2 separate regions of the Sus scrofa genome follow, and region 2 is linked to region 1. Evidence: chromatin contacts called from public Hi-C data. All regions are on one chromosome and are shown on one strand. The core of a region is the stretch at or near the end of the contact, and the rest is flanking DNA. Distances in the headings are between cores, read along the strand shown. Region 1 holds the start of LOC110256108 (cytochrome c oxidase subunit 6C-like). Region 2 overlaps LOC110256109 (a long non-coding RNA gene).

What was found. Hi-C and Micro-C count contacts between places; a contact is called where the count stands out from the background.
Region 2: a Hi-C map of liver shows a contact between it and region 1, with 2.6 times the contacts expected there. The contact joins the enhancer-like site here to the promoter of LOC110256108 in region 1. A contact is called at or near these places in 2 of 5 promoter capture datasets (fetal skeletal muscle and liver), 15 of 47 Hi-C or Micro-C datasets (blood, embryonic fibroblasts, epiblast stem cells and 5 more) and 1 of 2 datasets of contacts at active chromatin or transcription factors (skeletal muscle).

The regions. Positions count from the first base shown.
Region 1 is chr12:52,780,821-52,784,741 of Sscrofa11.1, forward strand. It overlaps LOC110256108 (cytochrome c oxidase subunit 6C-like), which reads left to right and starts at 2,029. Exons shown (of 1, transcript XM_021067829.1): 1 at 2,029-3,921. The region is part of intron 1 of POLR2A (DNA-directed RNA polymerase II subunit RPB1); the gene reads left to right.
Region 2 is chr12:52,828,871-52,833,283 of Sscrofa11.1, forward strand. The region is part of intron 1 of LOC110256109 (a long non-coding RNA gene); the gene reads left to right. Among named protein-coding and RNA genes, the nearest start is that of TNFSF12, 12 kb to the right of the region's middle. Within about 2 kb of position 2,776, at least 18 of the 83 cell types and tissues checked have an H3K27ac peak or open chromatin away from gene starts, as enhancers often do. A contact at or near this core is called in liver and skeletal muscle, where this site is marked.

The DNA.
Region 1 (3,921 bases), core at 779-3,278:
TCATTCTGTGAATGGCAAGTGCCTTGAGTGAAGTGAAACGGTTTAATGCGATGGAGAGCCATCGAGGGAGAGCTACTTTGGATGGGGTGGTGTCAGGGTCTGGGAAGGCCTGTCTGAGGCGGTGACATTACCCAAAATATGAGAAGCAGCCAGTCTCTGGGTCCATGGATTCTAGGACAAGAGCTCTTTAGGGAGAGGAAAGAGCAAGTGCAAAGGGCCTGAGGGAGGGATTAACTTGATGTGCCCTGTGGGCTGAAAAGCGGTCAGTTTAAGTGGGTGAGGAGAGTATTATAAAATGGGCTGGAGGAACTCCAGCGTCTAGTTTACATACTTCTGGTCAGCAGTGTTTGGAATAAGCGAATATTGGGTGTCCATGTTAAAAAGAAAGCAAAACATCTTTTTTTGGAGGAAAAAATAAAATGGGCCAGAGAAGCATGAGGTGGGACAGGCCAGGTGGGGTGTCGTCAATTGTGGTAAAGCATCTGGATCTCATTCTCTTTTTTCAGTAGGAAGCCATTGGAGAATTATAAGCAAGAGAGTGACATCGAGTTTACATTAAAGAGAAAAAAAAAAAACTTACAGGAGTTCCCGTCGTGGCTCAGTGGTAACGAACTTGGCTAGGAACCATGGGGATGTGGGTTCCATCCCTGGCCTTGCTCAGTGGGTTAAGGATCTGGTGTTGCCATGAGCTGTGGTGTAGGTAGCAAATGCCACTCAGAGCCTGCATGGCTGTGGTGTAGGCCCAAAGCTGTAGCTCTGATTTGACCCCTAGCCTGGGAACTTCCATATGCCGCAGGTGCGGCCCTAAAATATATATATATTACTATCTTGGTTGTCTTATGAAGAACTGACTAGTGAGGAGGGCTAAGGATGGAAGCAGGAGAGACCAGGGAGGACGTGGAGCTGTTGGTGACTTGGACTCCTTCCTTTGTGGAGTGAACTGAAGGAAGCCTTTTGGCTGGAGAGACTGGAATTGAGTGGATGGAGACGGTTTTGTCCAAGGAAGAGGCTCAGCTGTAGGAGAGTTGTGTCAGGAGTTAGAATCTCCTGAACTCACACCTCTTAGGATAAATTCCAGATGGAGTCGAGGTTGAAATCTGAAGAACAAAACTGGGGCGTTCCCATTGTGGCTCAGTGCACCCAAATCCAACTAATAATCATGAGGATTCAGGTTCGATCCCTGTCTTCCCTCTGTGGGTTAAGGATTCGGCGTTGCCCTGAGCTGTGGTGTAGGTCGAAGATGCAGCTTGGATCCCGAGTTGCTGTGGTGTAGGCCGGCAGCTATAGCTCCGATTCGACCCCTAGCTTGGGAACTTCAATATGCGGGTGCGGCCCTTAAAAGTGGCTCAGTGGAAACGAATCTGACTAGGAACCATGAGGTTGCGGGTTTGATCCCTGCCCTTGCTCAGTGGTTTAAGGATCCATCGTTGCTGTGAGCTGTGGTGCAGGCCGGCAGCCATAGCTCTGATTTGACTCCTAGCCTGGGAGCCTTTCTATGTCGCGGGTGCGGCCCTAAAAAGACAACAACAATCTGTAAAGCACTTGAAAAATATAGAAGCCTTTGGGGGGGGGGCTGATACCAGGGCAGACACCTTTAATAGTCAGTGAATTATAGGTACGTTTTTGTTCAGTGCCTGTTATATGATAGGCACTGAGCTCAGGATTTTATCTTCAAGGGAAAGCAAGGCAGATTTCACTGCATGAGACTAAGAACCACCTCTGTTTTATCAGAGACACCTGGGCAGCTAAAAAAATCGATAGGGACTGTGAACCAGCTATAATGGAAAAAATAAAAATCATTATAAAAAAACTGGGAAACAATATTTGTAGTGTGATGGACAAAGGGACAAGGTTAGACTTCTTAATAAACAAGGAGCACTTAGGAATCAGTAAGGAAAGGAGTTCCTGTTGTGGCTCAGTGGAAACTAATCTGACTGGTATTCATGAGGATGCAGGTTCGATCCCTGTTCTCACTAAGTGGGTCAGGGATCCGGTGTTGCCCTGAGCTGTGGTGTGGGTGCCAGATGCGGCTCAGATTCCGTGTTGCTGTGGTGTAGGCCAGCGGCTGTAGCTCCGATTCGACTCCTAGCCTGGGAACCTCCACGTGCTGCAGGTGAGGCCCTAAAAGGCCAAAAAAAAAAATGAAGAAGGAAATCAGTAAGGAAAGCACACATCTAGACAAAAGGGTAAAGGATACGCATAGGCAGTGCACAAAGTCCTGCAAATGGCCAATAAAAATATTCGGCTCACTAATAAAAACATGCTGATGACAATAAAAATTTTTCTTTAATATGATTTTGCCCTGCTGACACAAATATTGGGAACTGGGCACGCTGTACGTTTGTTGCTAGGAGGAGAAACTGGTATGTAACCAGAGACGGTTCATTTGGCCCCTTGAACGTGTCCCTCCCCCGTCTTTCCTGGTTCAGCAAGCAAGGCATGGCTCCACCACTCATCCAGTGGCGGAGGCCCCACATCGCAAAGCCATCTTTTTGATTCTTTCTCACAACCTCTGTTCTGCCAGTCTGTCAATGCTGCTCTTCAGAACATGCGTGGGATCCGGCTTGGGATCCGGCTGTGTCCGGCGCCGTCCTCTCTCCTGTGGAGTGCTTGCTGCAGTAGCCCTAACCCCATTTGTTCTTCCTACCGTGTGCAGAACAGCTAGCGAGGTCTTTTAAGCCTGTCTCTTCCCCACGTAGAATTCTCTTCAAAGGATCCAGGCTCCTCACTCTGCTCCGCAAGGTCCTGTGTTAGCTGGCCCTTGCCTGCCTCTCCCACTCATTCCCGCTCTCCTTTTTGCTCTTTAGCCACACTGACCTGCCGGTTCGTCCAGTCCTCCAAGCTCCTTCCTGCCTCAGGGACTTTATTATTCACTCTTCTTACTGCTTCCAACAACATTGCTCAGACCCAGGGGGCCCATTCCTTTGTTAGCCTGTTCTCCCTTCAAATGGCGTCTCCTTGGGCCCTCTTCCCCCCACCCTGTTCAGGTAGCATCCCCCTGCCTTCTCCACCCCCAGACTTGATTTTACTTCATGCTGGTCCATACCTGCAAGGATGAGTTTTTTCTGTTTCTTCCTTCCTCAAGAGAATGTAAACTTCATAAGGGACTTTGTATTCACCTCTCTTCCTGCAGCGTCTCAAATAGTCCCTGGTACATAGTCGGCATGTAATAAAAGTTACTTGAATAAGTGAGTGAATGAAATGATTGGTAGGAGGATAAACTGGTATAAAGATATGTGAAGAAGGATTTTTATTGCAACATTGTTTGAAATTATAAATCACCTAAGTATTTACTAATAGGAATCCTATTGAGTAACTCAGGGTCTATTACAATAGAACAGGAACTTCCCAATAGGTTAAATCCCCTGATCCCCTGTTCCCAAACTGCCGAGGTACCACAGCAAACTCACAGGGGCCCAGCAAGATTTTAAATTTTCAGAAGCAGCACAGGAGGGCAGTAGCATTTGCCTGCTCTCCTGGGAACTACTAGATTGGGTAGTTTCAGCATTAGATGGCGCCAGATCCCTTTCGATGACGTCATATCTTTGTGAAGCTGGGTTTTTTTAGTAGTTGCTAAATACTGGGCAAAAATCAGTGTGGAGTGTCGTGGTCCTATTTGATTCCAGGATTTGAGAAGTTATGCAATGCCTAACAGGTGTCATAAGTTAGTTGTGGTTATTTGGGAAATAAGTAAAAAAAATTTTTTTTTTGTCTTTTTAGGGCAGCACCCATGGCATATGGAGGTTCCCAGGCTAGGGGTCCAATCGGAGCTGTAGCTGCCAGCCTATGCCACAGCCACAGCCACTCAGGATCTAAGCCTTGTCTTGTGTGTCGATGTACACTGCAGTTCACAGCAACACTGGATCCTTAACCCACTGAGCGAGGCCAGGGATCGAACCCACATCCTCATAGATACTAGCT
Region 2 (4,413 bases), core at 1,526-4,025, 49 kb after region 1:
ACACTGGATCCTTAAGTCCCTTCATCCTTTTTTTTAATCTTTTTTTTTTTTTTTTAATGGCTGTACCTGTAGCACGTGGAAATTCCTGGGCTGGGGGTCAAATCAGAATGACAGCTACAAGCCTCCGCCATAGCCATGGCAACAGGGATCTCAGCTGCATCCTCCACCTATGCCACAGCTTGTGGCAACTCGGGATCCTCCACCCACTGACCGATCATTATCCATTTTTTTAATCAAGTTTTTCTTTTGAAGGAGGTTGTAGAAGTTCTTTATATAACTCCTTATCAAATATTTGATTTGCAAATATTTCCTCCCATTCTGTGTGGTTGCCTTTTCACTCTAATGATGCCTTTTGATGCACAAAAGTTTATAATTTTTTTTTTTTTTTTTTTTTTTTTTTGCTTTCCCACAGCGTATGGGAGTTCCAGGGCCAGAGATGGAACCCGCACCATAGCAGCAACAATGCTGGACCCTTAACCTGCTAGGCCACCAGGGAACTCCCAGGCTTTGGTTTGAGGGCTAGAGAAACAAACAGTAAGAAGCACATCCTTCCCAGGGCAGCAGCGGCCTCCAGTGTCCAGGGCCAGTGGTGCTGGCAGTCCTGGCTGTGTGTCTGTGTCCTGCAGGGCCAGTGGCAGGCATGTTCTCACCAAGCCAGATCTGCAGTGAGCTTTGGGCCCTGTCTATGCTGCAGTTCCCTTGACCTGGCTTATTCCCTGAGCCTGTCTATCCAGCCTTCCTGGTGATTCTGGGAGCTGGCAACAGCCTTCGGATAAACTCTTTTTCTTTTTTTTTGTCTTTTTGCCATTTCTTGGGCCGCTCCCGCGGCATATGGAGGTTCCCAGGCTAGGGGTCTAATCGGAGCTGCAGCTGCCAGCCTAAGCCAGAGCCACAGCAACGCGGGATCCGAGCCGCATCTGCAACCTACACCACAGCTCACGGCAACGCCGGATCCTTAACCCACTGAGCAAGGCCAGGGATTGAACCCGCAACCTCACAGATACTAGTCGGGTTCGTTAACCACTGGACCCGATGGGAACTCTTGGATAAACCCTTTTTCTGCTTATAAACACCATGGGTGGTTTTTATTACTTTCAACTAAAAACTCTTAACAGCTCAGCCACAGACAAGCGTTTGAGGTGGTTGGAGAGGGCTTATGTCCTGCTTGTCTTAGGGCCATGCCTCAGCACTGGGACCAGGCTCTGTCCAGGGGACTCCCCCAGCCCAGCCTAAGCAGGACTTGGAAGCTGTGAGGCCAGGGCTGAGACTGGCCATCCTAGAGCAAGGCCCCAGGCCCACAGGGGAGGCATCATCTGAAATGAAAATTCTCTTTCTGGGCCCTGCAGAGTCTGAAAGGCAGGCCATGGGGCCCAGCAGTTGAGGCTTTACCAAGCCCTCCAGGTGGAGGCTCAAATGCCTCCTAAAGTTTGCTCTGGCGCTTCAAGAAGGAGCCATGCGAAGCAGAAAATGCAACAGAGACTGGGTTCTAGCCCTTGACTAGGTGAGCTGTACTCATTTGCAAAGCATTTAGTTTCTTTCTTTTTTTTTTTTAGGGCGCACCTGTGGCTTATGGACGTCCTCAGGTCAGGGGTTGAATTGAAGCTGCAGCTGCTGGCCTACGCCACAGCCACGCCAGATCCTTAACCCACGGAGCAAGGCCAGGGATCGAACCTGTGTCCTCAGAGAGACAGTGTCGGGCCCTTAACCCACTGAACCACAACAGGAACTTTTTTTTTTCTCTTATTTTTCTGAGTGTAGTTTTCTTTCATCTATAAAATGGGGATCACGTTCTCATCACAGAGGTTTTTTGGTGAGGGTTAAATTAACGCTGGCAACCACGCTGCTCTGCTCACCGGAGAGGCCGCGCAAATGCAGCCATCCCTGTTCAGACTGGTTGTAATTAGTCCCTTAGTGGACAGCTCTGCACATTTGGGCTTGGCCCCTGATGTCTCAGCCTCTTTTTCTTCTCTGTAACATGCAGAGAACAGCCCTCTCCTCCCAGGCTTGTTTGGAGAATCCGGGAAGATAAAATACGCAAGCCACATTTTATCTAAACCAGGCATGAGGCTGTGGGAAGTTTCCACTGTGGCTCAGTGGTAATGAACCTGACTAGTATCCATGAGGATGTAGGTTCCATCCCTGGTCTGGCTCAGTGGGTTAAGGATGTGGTGTTGCTGGGAGCTGTGCTGTAGGTCGCAGACACGGCTCAGATCCGCTGTGGCTGTGGCTGTGGTATAGCTCCAATTTGACCCCTAGCCTGGGAACTTGCATAAGCCGCAGGTGCAGCCCTAAAAAAAAAAAGTATGTGATGATGTGGTTCCCTGGTGGCCTAGTGGTGAAGGACACTCGTCACTGCTGTGGCTGCAGTTGTTCCTATGGCTCCAGTTTCGTCCCTGGCCCGGGGAACTCTACATGCTGTGGGCGTGGCCAAAATAAATAACTAACTAAAGTATCCATGATGTGACCTCAGCTCTCCAGTCCAGCAGAATTATCCCAGGCAGGCCTGATTTCTCTTCAGCCCATTGGAGGCTCAGAGAGCCAGGGAGCCCATCCAAGGCCTTACCGAAGGCCTGACGCTAAAGGGGGCCAGAGCCCAGGTTTTCCATTTCCCAACCCCCCGCCCGCCTAGGGGCCAGTGGCTGCAGGCAGACCGGATGAGGGTACTTTTGGGACTGATTGTGAGTTTACACTTGCCTTCCCCAAACAGAGGGCCTGAGGCGGCTGCCACTGGCATATCAGGACTTGTACTTTGCTTTTATACTCTCCGGCTTGGAAGGAGGCCAGGTGGTCTAAGCCATCCCAGCCAAGCTGGAGCTGAGTCAAGCTGCAGCTCAGGGCCAAGCTGAGGCAGGTGCCAAGGGCCAGGGGCCAAACTAGATCGATCGCATTAGCCGTCAGGTCAGGTGCCATGTTGCCCACGCCACCAAGTCTGAGCTTGGGGCCAGACAGCCAGGTAAGTAAGGGGTCCAGGGCACCCTCCCCCCGAATTCAGCCCCCCTCCTGCCATTTAGTGCCATTTTTTTTGGCCATTTCTTGGGCCACTCCCACGGCATATGGAGGTTCCCAGGCTAGGGGTCTAGCCTATGCCAGAGCCACAGCAATGTGGGATCCGAGCCACGTCTGTGACCTACACCACAGCTCACGCCAACGCTGGATCCTTAACCCACTGAGCAAGGGCAGGGATCGAACCCTCAACCTCATGGTTCCTGGTCGGATTCATTAACCACTGTGCCACGACGGGAACTCTGGGTGGAGTCTTACTCTGAGGCAGATACGATATGGATGGAGAGCTGGGATAAAAGTAAAACCTTGGGACGTAGGAAACTCTGAAATAGAGAAGGTGCAGATGACTGGTCAGGCTAAGGATTGCGCACCTGACCTTGGAATGCTCATCCCTCGTCTCTGCTCCCTGAACCCGATTCCGTCTCCAAGGCCAGGTCCTCTTTCCCCTCCTCTGGGGAGGGATGGGACACCAGGTGAGAGAGGTCACTTTGGAGACCCAGGTCTGAAGTCTGCTCTCTCTGCTTCCTGGCAAAATCACTCATTCTTTCACGTAACAAACATTTATGGAGCATCTACCATGTGTGAGGCATTAGCCAGGTTCAGGGAACAAAGATAAATGAATTGCAGCCCCGGAGTTCCCGGGTGGCTCAGTGGGTTAAGGGTTTGGCATTGTCACGGCTGCAGCTCCGGTCGCAGGTGTGGGGCACATTCAGTCCCTGACCCAAATGCCATGGGCATGGCCAAAAAACAAAAATAAAAACAGGGCTGGTACAGAGGAAGTACAAGCTGTGCCTGGAAGAGAGAGCGGGAAAAGAAGAAAGCGGAGGAGGAGGAAGACAAGAAGGAAGAGCTCGGAAACTGAAGAGGACCCAAGAATCAGGTGGAAAAACCTCCCACTGGATGAATCTGGACAAGGTGCATATTAAAATGAAAATGGGGTTCCCGTCGTGGTGCAGTGGTTAACGAATCTGACTAGGAACCATGAGGTTGCGGGTTCGGTCCCTGCCCTTGCTCAGTGGGTTAACGATCCGGCGTTGCCGTGAGCTGTGGTGTAGGTTGCAGATGCGGCTTGGATCCCGCGTTGCTGTGGCTCTGGCGTAGGCCGGTGGCTCAGCTCCGATTCAACCCCTGCCTGGGAACCTCCATATGCCGCGGGAGCGACCCAAGAAATAGCAACAACAACAAAAAAGACAAAAGACAAAAAAAAAAAAAAAAAGAAAATGATTTGAGACTATAATACATTAAACAATACCTGAAGAACGAATGCATGGTTATACTGAAAATTAAAACGAATAGGGAGTTCCCGTTGTGGCCCAGCGGGTTACAAACCCAACCAGTATCCGTGAGGATGTGGATTTGATCACTGGCCTCGCTCAGTGGGTTAAGGAGCCAGCGTTGCCATGAGCTGTG